3 separate regions of the Mus musculus genome follow, and regions 1 and 3 are each linked to region 2. A link is a contact called in public Hi-C data. All regions are on one chromosome and are shown on one strand. Each heading gives the region's core, a stretch centred on a gene start, on an enhancer-like site or on the middle of the called end of the contact. The rest is flanking DNA. Distances are from core to core; before and after follow the strand shown.

Evidence for each region. Hi-C and Micro-C count contacts between places; a contact is called where the count stands out from the background.
Region 1: a contact with region 2 is called in a Hi-C map of cerebellum, with 3 times the contacts expected there. The contact joins two enhancer-like sites. A contact is called at or near these places in 7 of 484 Hi-C or Micro-C datasets (cerebellum, embryonic stem cells, hemogenic endothelial cells and 4 more) and 1 of 115 datasets of contacts at active chromatin or transcription factors (fibro-adipogenic progenitors).
Region 3: a contact with region 2 is called in a Hi-C map of stem cell-derived motor neurons, with 2.8 times the contacts expected there. The contact joins two enhancer-like sites. A contact is called at or near these places in 8 of 484 Hi-C or Micro-C datasets (cortical neurons, gonadal supporting cells, nephron progenitors and 3 more) and 1 of 115 datasets of contacts at active chromatin or transcription factors (differentiating embryonic stem cells).

The regions. Positions count from the first base shown.
Region 1 is chr7:37,147,291-37,151,142 of GRCm38.p6, reverse strand. The region is part of intron 2 of Gm28075 (a long non-coding RNA gene); the gene reads right to left. Among named protein-coding and RNA genes, the nearest start is that of Gm28075, 8.8 kb to the right of the region's middle. Within about 2 kb of position 1,287, at least 3 of the 459 cell types and tissues checked have an H3K27ac peak or open chromatin away from gene starts, as enhancers often do. A contact at or near this core is called in cerebellum, where this site is marked.
Region 2 is chr7:37,340,724-37,344,520 of GRCm38.p6, reverse strand. It overlaps a transcript of Zfp536 not described here. Among named protein-coding and RNA genes, the nearest start is that of Gm30483, 15 kb to the right of the region's middle. Within about 2 kb of position 1,335, at least 28 of the 459 cell types and tissues checked have an H3K27ac peak or open chromatin away from gene starts, as enhancers often do. A contact at or near this core is called in cerebellum and stem cell-derived motor neurons, where this site is marked.
Region 3 is chr7:37,177,616-37,181,643 of GRCm38.p6, reverse strand. No RefSeq gene overlaps it. Among named protein-coding and RNA genes, the nearest start is that of Gm38994, 6.2 kb to the right of the region's middle. Within about 2 kb of position 1,658, at least 16 of the 459 cell types and tissues checked have an H3K27ac peak or open chromatin away from gene starts, as enhancers often do. A contact at or near this core is called in stem cell-derived motor neurons, where this site is marked.

The DNA.
Region 1 (3,852 bases), core at 38-2,537, 190 kb after region 2:
CAGGGTCAGCACTGAAATGACTTTGAATGTGATATTGTAGAGTTGGAGCTTGGTTTTACCTAATAGAAGTGTAATAAGGGGGGGAAATCCATTGAGAAAGGAAATTAAGATTCAGGGAGCCTGTGCTTGGCAGCCTTTATCTTCTTTTCTGACCTCTGGTTAAAACAGGAATTTGCTGGGAAATGGGAAACTGAGGACTGAGGAGTCTTCCCTGTTTGTCTTCTTCTCTGGGACCTTTCCAGACAAAGAAGGGGATTTTGCTGACACGATGGTTCCTTCCTCTATCTTGCTGTATGTGAATCACAGTAACTCTCTTGGTTTCCGTTCCTTCTTACAACACTCGCTGTCAAAGGTGTCACAGGTTGTCATGGGTCACTTGAATGTGCTCAAAGAGTGCACAACCGTTTTTGCTTTTATAAACAGGCCAAAGAATGAACAGCAGGCAGTGGTGGACTGAATGTTGTCTCTGCGCTGTATAGAACACATTGGGTTATTTAGAACACAGATGTGTGTGTGTGTGTGTGTGTGTGTGTGTGTGTGTGTGTGTGTGTGTGTGTGTGTGTGTTTGTGTGTACAGAGAGGACCTATTTTGTGTTCAAAGAAGACCCCTGGGTATGAGGGAATCTCAGTACATTCTTGTCTTTCATTAAAGCTTTATGATCATCTGTGCGTATCTTGTACCAAATGTATCTAGAACTTTGTTTCTGACTAAAAGCTTCCTCTCTTAGCTGACTTAATTTGCTTTTATATTACAGAACCACAGGAGCTGTGATATCAAATTTCAGAATTATTTGCAAATTTCAGCCCATGCCTGATTTTTGCCTTCTTAAATCTGTGCAGTTAGGCAACAATATGAAAAAAAAGCCCCACTTAATCATGATGAGATTAAAGGATTTTTAAAAGGCGGTTTGCGGTCACATTTACATTCCCCGATAATTTCTTAATTTTCTCTTAAATCACCTTTCATCTTCATAAAATGAACTGTAAAAAAAAATCCTTCTGAATTCTATAATGTGCCAAGAAAAATGGGGGAGAAATTAAGGAGGCCCCTACCTTTTAATCATTTTGTTCATAAAGTACTTTAACTGCCCGCCAGGAAAAAGATGGAGGCTCTGGTGTCTGAGGTATTCTGTGCCATAAAGTCCCATAATAGAAACAGATGGTAGAATTGCCTTGGAAGTGGAAAAAAAAGGAGTGTACACGCCGCTCACCCTAACATATGAAGAGATTCAGGGCTGACACATGAAGGGATGCGCTTGGCGTGGGGCCAGAGGAACACTCTCAGCAGCCAGTGCTCAAGCTGGGGACTGGGAGACCCACAATTTCAGGATCTGGAATGCCCAGGCTTCAGGATTTAGAACTCACTGGAAGCATTCTTCTGAGGCTCCTGTCCTATAGTAGATAGTGTTTTCTGGGTGTGTTGGGTGGTTGTGGGGACTCCAGTGACGAGCCCCTCCCGGCTTTTACAAATACTTCCTCAAAATGATAGCTGATGAGTGCCAGCTCATCTGGAGGCTCCTTATAAGCAAGGAGTGGCTTGTCACCTAGTCCAGCCCTGTTGAACAAAGGGCAGACTCCCACCCAGAGGCAACCTTTTGAAATGGCATTGGATAGGAAGGACACCAGACACCAGCTTAGCCTGTCTTTCTGGTTGGCCAGATAACCTAATGGTTTCAGAGAAATCTCTCATGGATACTGGGTTTTCAAGAAGTGAAATCTGATGTGAATTCCATATTGTACTCCAATAGCATCGATGTACACACCATCTTTCCTTTGCATCTTGAAGTATGGAATCCATTTTCTTTTGTTTTAGTCTTTGGTGTTAGTCTAGTCTCCTGAGTGGTGATTGGGTGTCAGGTACTAGTTAATCAAATGTAAACGGTTACTTAGTAATCATCGCAGACATGTCAAGTATTGACTGGGAACCTTGACCAACTCTGTAGACCCCAAGGTCAAGGAAGGACTCAAAAAGTAACAGCTGAAGGAGACGAGTAAGACTTCATCAGGCAAAGAACCAGAGGGTGGTTTGGTATGCAAGTTTCCAGAAAACCCGAATCATTGACATGCAAAAGGATAGCTTGTGATTGCCACAGAAGGCATTTCACAGAAAGAGAAATCAGCACAGGCAAAGGCCCTGTGTGCATGTGTGTTGGAAGTATGGGGGGTGTGGGCTGTTTCGGAAAATGCATTAAAAGAGATACCATTTGAACAGAGAAGACAGAAGGGAGCTGGATACCAGATAAGGAGGAAGAGTCACATCAGGCAAACCCATAGAGACCACGTCTGACGGCCCCCATATGGATTCTAAGAATAATTCAATAGTGATACTGCCGTATCAGGAACAGATTCTGTTACAAACAGGCCCCCAAATATAATGACATTCACATGGAAGTTTGTCACATAGACAAGTTCAGGTCTGGGAACTTGCTTTGATATACTTATGTGAAGACCCAGGCTCCACCCACCTCCTTGCTCCATCACCCAATGGCATTAACTTATCATTCTTTGCATCTTCTGGTGGTAAGGGATTGGATATCGAGAAGGCCCACTCAGTGTGCAAAGCTGTGTGCAATGAGACATGTTCCAGATGCCCCGTTGTGCAAAGAATAGTTAGGAGTGCTTATCTGCCATGGCATGTAAATATGAGAGCCCGTGGCCTTCACCTTGGAGAGAGTCACACATCCCTTGGTAATACAGGCCTTGTTAAACATAGATGCTTTCTCTTCTCTCCCAGGATGCCTGGTATCTTTTGATCATCCCTCTCTACAGAGGTGCCAGCCAAATTCAGATCAGATGTGACAGGCTATTCCTTTCTCATAGGGCTCTCTACCTGATGCCAGGGTGGGAAGAGGGAACTTCAACTGGGGAATTGCATCCATCAGACTATCCCGTGGGCATGTCTGTGCATTTTCTTGGTTAATAAGTGATGTTGGAGGAACCAACCCACTTCGGGCAGTGCCACTCCTTAGGGAGGTAAACCAAGGCTGTATAAAATAGCAGTTTGAGAAAGCCAAGGAAAGTAAGCCAGTGAACAGAGTTCCTCTGTGGTCTTTTCTTCCAGTCTTATGCCTGAATGCATAGGGATGAGATCTTCTAAGGCATCTTTAGAGTCCGGTTCCGCCTGGTTTTGTAGGCAATGGATAGGTTGAGTGTGTATGTGGCATGCACCTGCCAGTGAACATGACAGCAACAGAAATCTGAAGGAGAAAAGGAGGGTCTCCCAGAAAATAGGTTCCATCCTGCTTTGTGACAGGGATAAAAGGCTGACTATGTGTGGATGCTGACTCCAGAGAGCTGACTAGGAATGCCTGTACCTGCTGTGGGAGAAGGAAAAAGGGCAAGGCAGCTGGAATATCAATTTCTGCAAGCTTTTTCTGATGTGCCCTACCCCTGGACACTCTTCCCTGGAATCTCAAATCTTTACTTCGACTGGGATTATAACTGGCTTCTAGTTGGGCTCTCAGCTTCCACCAGGCTGTGGCAATCTCAATGTGGTCGTGGTCTTCCTGGAGATTCTTCCAGTTTGCCTCTACTTCCTGTCCTTGGGCTGCGCCTGGCTTCACCTCTACACTGTGAAAGTTGGAAAGTAGGCTGGATAGATGATCAGATGAAAGATCTTTGTAATCAGATGTAAGATCTTTGTCTTACTTAGGAAAAGGGACAACTAACTGGCCCAACTCATTTCCTGGGTGTGGGTATTTTTTTACTGAGAGCCCTTCCTTCTGGACCATTGCTAGCTCCCGAGAGCAGACCATGTATTGGACTCATCATTATTAGCTTCCCAGCTCAGGTCAGAGGGCTAAACATCCAGAAGTGAGGATGACCACGCCTATGGATAAACACTCCTCTGCC
Region 2 (3,797 bases), core at 86-2,585:
TTCAAAGGGAGCTCTCTCATTAGTGTATGTCCCGAGTGAGATTGTATAGGCTCATACACACAGAATTCTGGCATTTTCTGCAGCCTGTCTCTTTTCAGACTGGGCATGGGGAGCACTCTGAAATAGACAGGAAAGAGGGAAGAGACAGGCAGGGAAGTGATACATTTGTTAGCCACGTAATGATTGAAAACCAAACCAAACCAAACCAACCACCCCGCCCCCCGGTCCCACAAACGCTGTAGAAATGGCTCCTCAGATCTCCAGCTTCAATATGGATTTATTTTTATTACATAAATACATCACTGTGGTATTGTATTTTAAAGAAATAGCGCCCTGCGCCAGGGCAGCAAAAGTTGCTGGACGCTGTGCCCGGTGGGGCCGCCACTGTGGCTCTTGGCCTTCCCTGAGGCCTGGATCCCCGTCTACCGTGCCACCTGCCCTGCCACCTCAACATTCTTTCTAAGATGCCAAGTTTCTGCGGCTCCTGGAGCACCACTCTCCTTTGTTCTGAGGACTCTCTCCACGAGGAGGCCAACTGCGTCTTTACAAAGAAACTAAGGGGCAGGATCTGAACCTATGTGGGAACGCAGGGGCCCCCCCAGCAGGTGGCCGCGCATGCGCTGAGGCAGAAGCCAGGGAAAGTTTGTGCTTTTTGCTGTGATTACTGTCCCCCAAGCCTCTGCTCACTGAGGGGTTCTGAGCTCACACACCCCCCCCTGCTTCCCCGGCACACTCCGGTTTCTTAGCTCCTGCAATTAGATCCCGACTAAGGCAGGCACACCCCACGTTATTCACTGGGGGAGCTCTGAGAAGATCACTTCAGGAGTCTGAGCTGTCCCTAAGGGACTCATTTCACAGAGACCAGCCTCCCCCCACCCCCCAATGCCCAGGAATCCACTCTTCACTTTTTCTTTTTCTTTCTTTCTTTCTTTTTTCTTTTCTTTTCTTTTTTTGGGGGGGGGACCAACTCTTCCTTTTCCCTGAAGGTGGCAGTAAAGGAAAAAAATGAGCCTCTTTGAAGAGTTGGGAATTTTATTACAAAACAGATGGCGAACTGGGCATCCCCGTTGTCCCCCCCCCCCATGTGCCCGAAAGCCTTGGTAAAGGAAGCTATAGCCCCTCAGAGTGGTGTTCGCAGGATTGCTCCCCTCGCATAGTGGCAGCGTGGTAAGTCAGCCCAGAGCTGATGACCACGGGCTCAGCCGGCCTCCTCGTGCCCCCCTTAGTCCCTTACCAGGATAATTGAGGACCATAATGCGGGGGGAAGAGCGCAGAGGCTCCCGCGGGCTGTCAGGTATCTGCTAGTGTCTTCATGTCATCCGTCAGCATTGAGCCTCTCTGTCATCTCTTCTCAGCCTTCAGCGCCGTGAGCCCTCACCACGTTCATTATCTCGGCTCAGGCCGGCCCTCCCCCCGGCTCCCCCCACCGGGTAAATGCATCTTTGTGCAACTCTCAGTCTCCGATTATGAATCGATGATCATGTGGTATAAGAGAGATAGATGGCTTTTAGTCGCATCTTGGCTTCCCTAATTGTAAAATATTAGTTACATTACACTGTGTCTTTTGATTAATGGAACTTATTTGGAGTAGCCTATCCGAACCCTCCCCCTTCCACAGCCCTCCACTGACTTTTGAGAATTGAGTGATCTCACTTAAAGCAGACAAATAGGCCCTTCAGTGAGGAGACAGCGGCGCTGCGATACTGAGGGCCAGACAGGCTCTGCAGACAAAGTCCTGTGTTCCCGAGAAAGGCTTCAGCCTCGCTAACGCCAGCCTCACACCTCTGATCCGCCCTGGACAGCGAGTTTCTCCTTCTGTGTCATTTCCCCCTCTTGGCAAACAAAACCCATCTTGCTGACTTGCAAAACAGGATGTGAAACAAAATTTAATTAAAATTAAATAAATCGCAGATTGCCGAATCGCCACGTCCAGCTTTCAAGGAGACAGTCAAATCTGAACTTTGATGGATTTCAGTCCTGGCTATGCCAGGGGGCTCCCTTCTTCCTGGATGGCATGTGGCTTCAAATCAGCCTCGTGTCCATCACATTAGACATGGGAAGATGTTTGTTCTTTAACTGGGAATTTAGTTTGCACAATTTATTTAAATATGATCTGTTGATAAAGCCTTTGCCACATAAAAGGGAAAATAGTGGCTATATCTGTTTATTAGTTGCTTGCTCTTAGCCACCAGGCTTTGGGGTGATAGATCCCTCATAAATAACCTATTCTTTAGTAGAAATCCAAGGCCATATTCACTTCAACTTATCAGCTCAATTCAAAAGGTCTATTTCTTGTCAATGGGTGCAATGTCTATATCTTGGGAATCAGGAAGGCTTCGCAAACGCCTAAAAGACGCCACAGATCGGAACTCCAGCATGCATTCTGGTGGGGCATTTTGAGGACACATGCTATATAGAATGCATGCAAGTATTCATATCTATTCTTAGTTTTACAGGAGCTGCTTTGTATTTTATTCTGACCTTTGGGTTTTTCTTTTTTTTACTTTTATTCATATATATACATATATATATTTTTTTTCAGACACTGACACTTCTTGTGTTTCCTGGGGACATGCTATTTCATTTAACAGACTTGTAGCAAAAGATTGATTTTATTATGTGTATAGAAAGCTGGTAACATTTTACATGGTATTTTTCTTTTTTTTGAAGAGAGTAACAATACACTTAAGGCTGCCAGGAAGACTGGAAGCAACAGAATAAGAGGACTGACTATAAAACTCATTTGAGGAACAAGGTGCTTGCAGATTGGCCTTCTGCATCAGCGCAGCCCCACCAGCAGCACCCTGTGTTACAGGCTGCACAGTGGGCCCCACAGTGTCTGCAGAATCGGCACCCACAGCGGCTCTGGGGTACCAACCCCAGTGCCCCCTCGTCTCCCGCTCCCCATCCATGCTTAGATTCGGGGGATTTAGACATTTGGCTTTTGTGTGTAGTTTTGACTCCTTGCTCTGAGGAAAGTGTATTCTGGAAGACTCTTTGTTCCGAGTGTCAAGGGACTTTTGAAAATGTCAGCTGATTTTGGGCTGTTCTATCTACCAAAACTCCTTAGGGCTGAAAATGAACACCTCCACCACCACCACCACCACCACCACCAATCTTCTAAAGTAGATTCACTCACTCGGCGACACATGGCCATCATATCCCGAGAGATTTTTTTTTACAGAACATTCTTAATACAGCGTGTAAATGCATATTGACAACTACAGCCACTTTTTATATATCCTACAGTATACACATTTATATGTTATGGATCCATAATACCAAGTGTGTAGTAAAATGCTATATCAAAAGGCAGTTAGGGTCGGTGTATCAAATGTTCTTACTCGGGTGGCTTTAATTCCCTTGCTTAGACTCTCGACTCCCACTTTACACTGATGGATTTCAATATTCACCTGCCTTACATGTGCACCTGAAGAGGATGATGTCATGTCTGAGGCTTAGTGACAGCTTTGCCTTTTTGTTGCTGGGGCCAAGATGAGCTGGGAGGCCGAGCCCCTTCCTCCAGCATCCCACACTGCAGGCTCCCAAACTGGGCAAGTTTCTTCCTATGAGGACTAGAGAGGACTAGAGAGAAGACAACCATAGCCTTTAAGGACAACGGCCTCTCCTGAATACCAGTGGTTGACATTTATAATCCAGGTGGTAGATGAAGCTGCTTCAGATTCTCTGATTATAGTGATGGGCGTTACCCCCAGGGGGCCCGGCCACTCGCTGGGAGAAAGAAAACGCACCAGCCTCTCTGTAGGTGAGGCTTCAGGGGCTGGGAGGAAACCACT
Region 3 (4,028 bases), core at 409-2,908, 160 kb after region 2:
GGTAACATCTCAGCCAAACTGGACCCTTAGGAAGCCTTTAGGTTGCATTCAGGGGCTGAAATGGCCAGGGCGAGGTCAGGAGAGGCTCAGCAAGATGGTCTTCCTTGGTAACCAAGGGTAACCAAGCAATGAGCTCATTACACACACATTTCAGGGATTGCTTGAAAAGCTAGAAATTAACCGGAGAAGATGACTCCATATGCTTGGTTTCTTTAACCTATTACATCCCAGACAGAATGAATGCCTGGCAGAAAGGAAGCCTAGGAGGAAGAAACTTGAGATCCCTAGGAAAGGAGGGGTGGCTTATATCCGGAGGATGCTGTAGCTCTCTAGAAATGGGCCACGCTGCTACAGAAGCTAGCCATTTGGAGCCCTCAATTTCCCAGCCAGTGTCAGGTAGATAGCTCAGATAGGCTTGGGTGGCCCCAGGCATCTGAACTATCCAATTTAATTTTATGCATTTGCGATACCAAAGAGGGTCACCCAGGAAGTTGCTCTTATTTATTGTCTTTGAATGTTGTGTTTGAATACCTCACTGACCACCAGAAATGAACAGGGCTTCATTTATTTACTTATCCATTTGTTTATTAGTTCTTTCTCCTGTGAGTGTGTGTGTGTGTGTGTGTGTGTGTGTGTGTGTGTGTTCCCTTAGTTTCCTCCCTGATTTCTTCAATGTCTTCAGAACTGAGTCCCGATTCTCGCTCAGTGGAACAATCCCATGAATCCCTGCTGCTCAGGTCGCTCAAAGTGGGCTTCTGAACTTCTGCCCTTCGTGCCTTTTCTTTCTTGTTGACGTCTCAGCCCTTGAAACAAGGTCTTGGCTCCTTTCTCATTTCAGGATTTCTTTTTGGGTGTGCGCGTTTCGGGAGGGAATGGGGGTGGGGGCTAGAACACCTGTCCGCTGATCGCCTGCCACTCCGCATCTGGGCCCCGGCTGACAGGCTTGTCTGCTTTGACTAATGATGTGATTGATGGACAAAATAAGGAAGAACATACAAAAAAACATTTCTGTCTGGGCTGGTGTGTCAGCAAGCCTTCATCAAGTGGCTGCTGAAGGTATATTTTGCCGCACGCCTCATTACACAGTAATGGCATTCCCAGGCAAAGCTGTTTCTTTTCATGACACAAGACAGCAGGCAGCTTTATGGGCGCTGGGCCCACCGAGCCCGGAGGAAGGAGAGGCACACTAAAGAGCGGTCATTTCTAAAAGTGCCTCAAGTTGCTTTTTTGTTGTCATGAATTTAATATGAATCAACACAATATGAAACGGGCATGAGGGATTTTAGTGACTAGTGATTTTTTAAGACCGCTGTCTAAACAGCCATCAAGGAAGAAAGGGGAAAAGGGGGGGGGCAGACAAAATCACGATATTTTCTTCCTCCAAACCTGTTGCAAAAAAGGAGTCATCTGTCAATTTTATTGCATTTAAATAAAAAAGTACACAGAAGCATACAGTCCAAACAAATGTCTTCTTTCAGGCTAAACATGTGGGAAACGCCACATCGCTAATGCCAGAATCATCCCAGTCAGCAAACGGAGTATTCATAACCCTATTCCGACGGCCTGCCTGCTGTGGATGGGGTGACATTCATGAGAATTACAAATGTGGCCTCTTTGTGCGTGTAACGATGATCTGAATGTCGGCTCTGGCTGGAACGTGAGGGGTACAGGGAACAAACAGCTTCACATAGCTAACAAGGTACCCAGTAGCTTCAGTGCAGGGCTGGGGATGAAAGGGGCTCAGGGCTAAAACTCAGAAGCAGGGAAGGCAAATGCTTAGCCTACTCCCCTCTTTCTTCTTTAGGGTACCCTTGAAATAGCCCTCAGATTTGGTCATAGGTTCCTGCTTCAGATTTTGCAAAGGATTTTAGATTCCTCCATCTTTCTTTCTTTCTTTCTTTCTTTCTTTCTTTCTTTCTTTCTTTCTTTCTTTCTTTCTTTCTTTCTTTCTTTCTTTCTTTCTCTCTCTCTCTCTCTCTCTCTCTCTCTCTCTCTCTCTCTTCTCTTCTCTTCTCTTCTCTTCTCTTCTCCTCTCTTCTTCTCTTCTCCTCTCCTCTTCTTCTCTTCTCTTCTCTTCTCTTCTCTTCTCTTCTCTTCTCTTCTCTTCTCTTCTCTTCTCTTCCTTCCTCTCTTTCTCTCTGTCCCTTCCTCCGCTGCCTCCAACCATTTCCTTCCTTCCTTCCTTCCTTCCTTCCTTCCTTCCTTCCTTCCTTCCTCCCTCCCCCTCTCTCTCTGTCTCTCCCTCCCTCCCTGCCTCAATCCATTTCCTTCCTTCCTTTTTTCTTCTTTATCTCTCTCATTGTCTTTCTTTCTCTCTCTCTTTCTTTCTTTCTTTCTTTCTTTCTTTCTTTCTTTCTTTCTTTCTTTCTCTTTCTCTCTCTCTCTCTCTTTCTCACTCTCTCTTTCTTTCTTTCCTTCTTTCTTTCTTCTTTTCTTGTAGTAAATTTTCTTCACTAAGGCATTTGATTACACGTGTTATACTCTTTCCCCTGCACACACATTGGACTGTTTCCAGAGAGAAATGCTTCAAATGAAGTTTCATTTGAAAAACGCTTTTTATTCCTTCCTGCTAACGGTGATGAGTCTTCAGCGGTAGATTGTCGAGAATAATATTCGATTTTAATGAGTTGTGATTAGGAATAAAAAGACTCTCTTCCCATAATAAATACTCGATAACAAATTAGAGGATGTATACAGGATCCTTATCTTTAGTTAAAAAATACGCAAATGCAAAATCTTGTTATGACAAATTTGAGAAAAAATCTCCTCGTGTGTATTTTAATTGACTGTTTCAGGAGGCCAAATGATTGACATGTACGTCAATTTTGACACCATGGTGCACACGTTCATGCAAGCTGATGATGGAGAAGACAATAACTGTGTCAACGTGGTAATTAGTCCTCAAGTCCCTGGGGCTGGGGACAACCATGTAGCAGCTTAGAAAGATTCTAAAGGTGCTCAAAGCGAGGCAGCTTGTGACTTATCTGTACAGCAATGAGCTTACAAAGGAAAGGAAGGAGGGTGGGCGGTTCTATTTTTTTCCCTCCTCTTGTCCTCCTCCTGTTTCTTCTTTGAACAAAAGCAGACATTATTGACAGCCTTTGTTAATGCCCCACATCTGTTTGTTATTAGTCCTTAAATTTTGACATCAAGGCAAGTGGTTTTGGGTCAAAAGAGCCAGGGGACTATACTTCCCTGAGAGTTAATGCAGGGCCGAGTTGCTCTCAGAGCAGGAGAGCGCAGAGTGAGCTGGCCAGCACACACAGCTGCTAAGGTGATGGTAGGCTGGTAAGGGACCCTTGTGGAATCTGGAAGTAGGTGGTTCTTGTCAAGACACACGGGTTTATCAGTGCAGGGTTTCCAGAGCTGGGCTCACCTTGAAAGGGAGGCATGGTGTCAGAGAGGGGGGAGCTGTGTCTCCTCATGTTCTGCAAGCCTTCTACCCTGCACTGGCTCCTTGGTCTGCAAGCCTAGTGGTACTCTCCTTGTGATTGACAACTTCAAGCCTAAGCCATGTTTTATAGCTTTGCCTTCATCAGTGCTGGAATTGCTTTCTGAGGGACTAATCTCCATGCAAGGTCGCCACTGTGCAAACAATGTAGAATGCTCTTACAAATACCCAGGAGGGGTAGGCCAGTTGCCGGGATGTAGCCTCTTGGCATCAAGAGAAAAAGTGAACTCAGGGCCAGATGCCACACTGGCTCTAATGTGGTAGATTCTGTCACAGAAAACATACCAATGTAGGTAAAATAATGAGATGAAGTATAGCCTAGTCATATATTACCTTATCAGGCGTTATACACTGTATATAATGATATGTGCTATGTCGCCGTTGTCATCAACACCATGTGATCACAAACACCGGGATGGTTACAACATCACTGGGCAATAGGGACTTTCCAGCTCCGTTGTCATAGTAGAGATCATGAGTGTCTTTCATAGTAGACTGTGTCCATCATTGTCGACCAAAACACATGTGAGCTGTGACTCTAAGTTGATATAAATATTCCCTAGCTCTGCTTGGACCA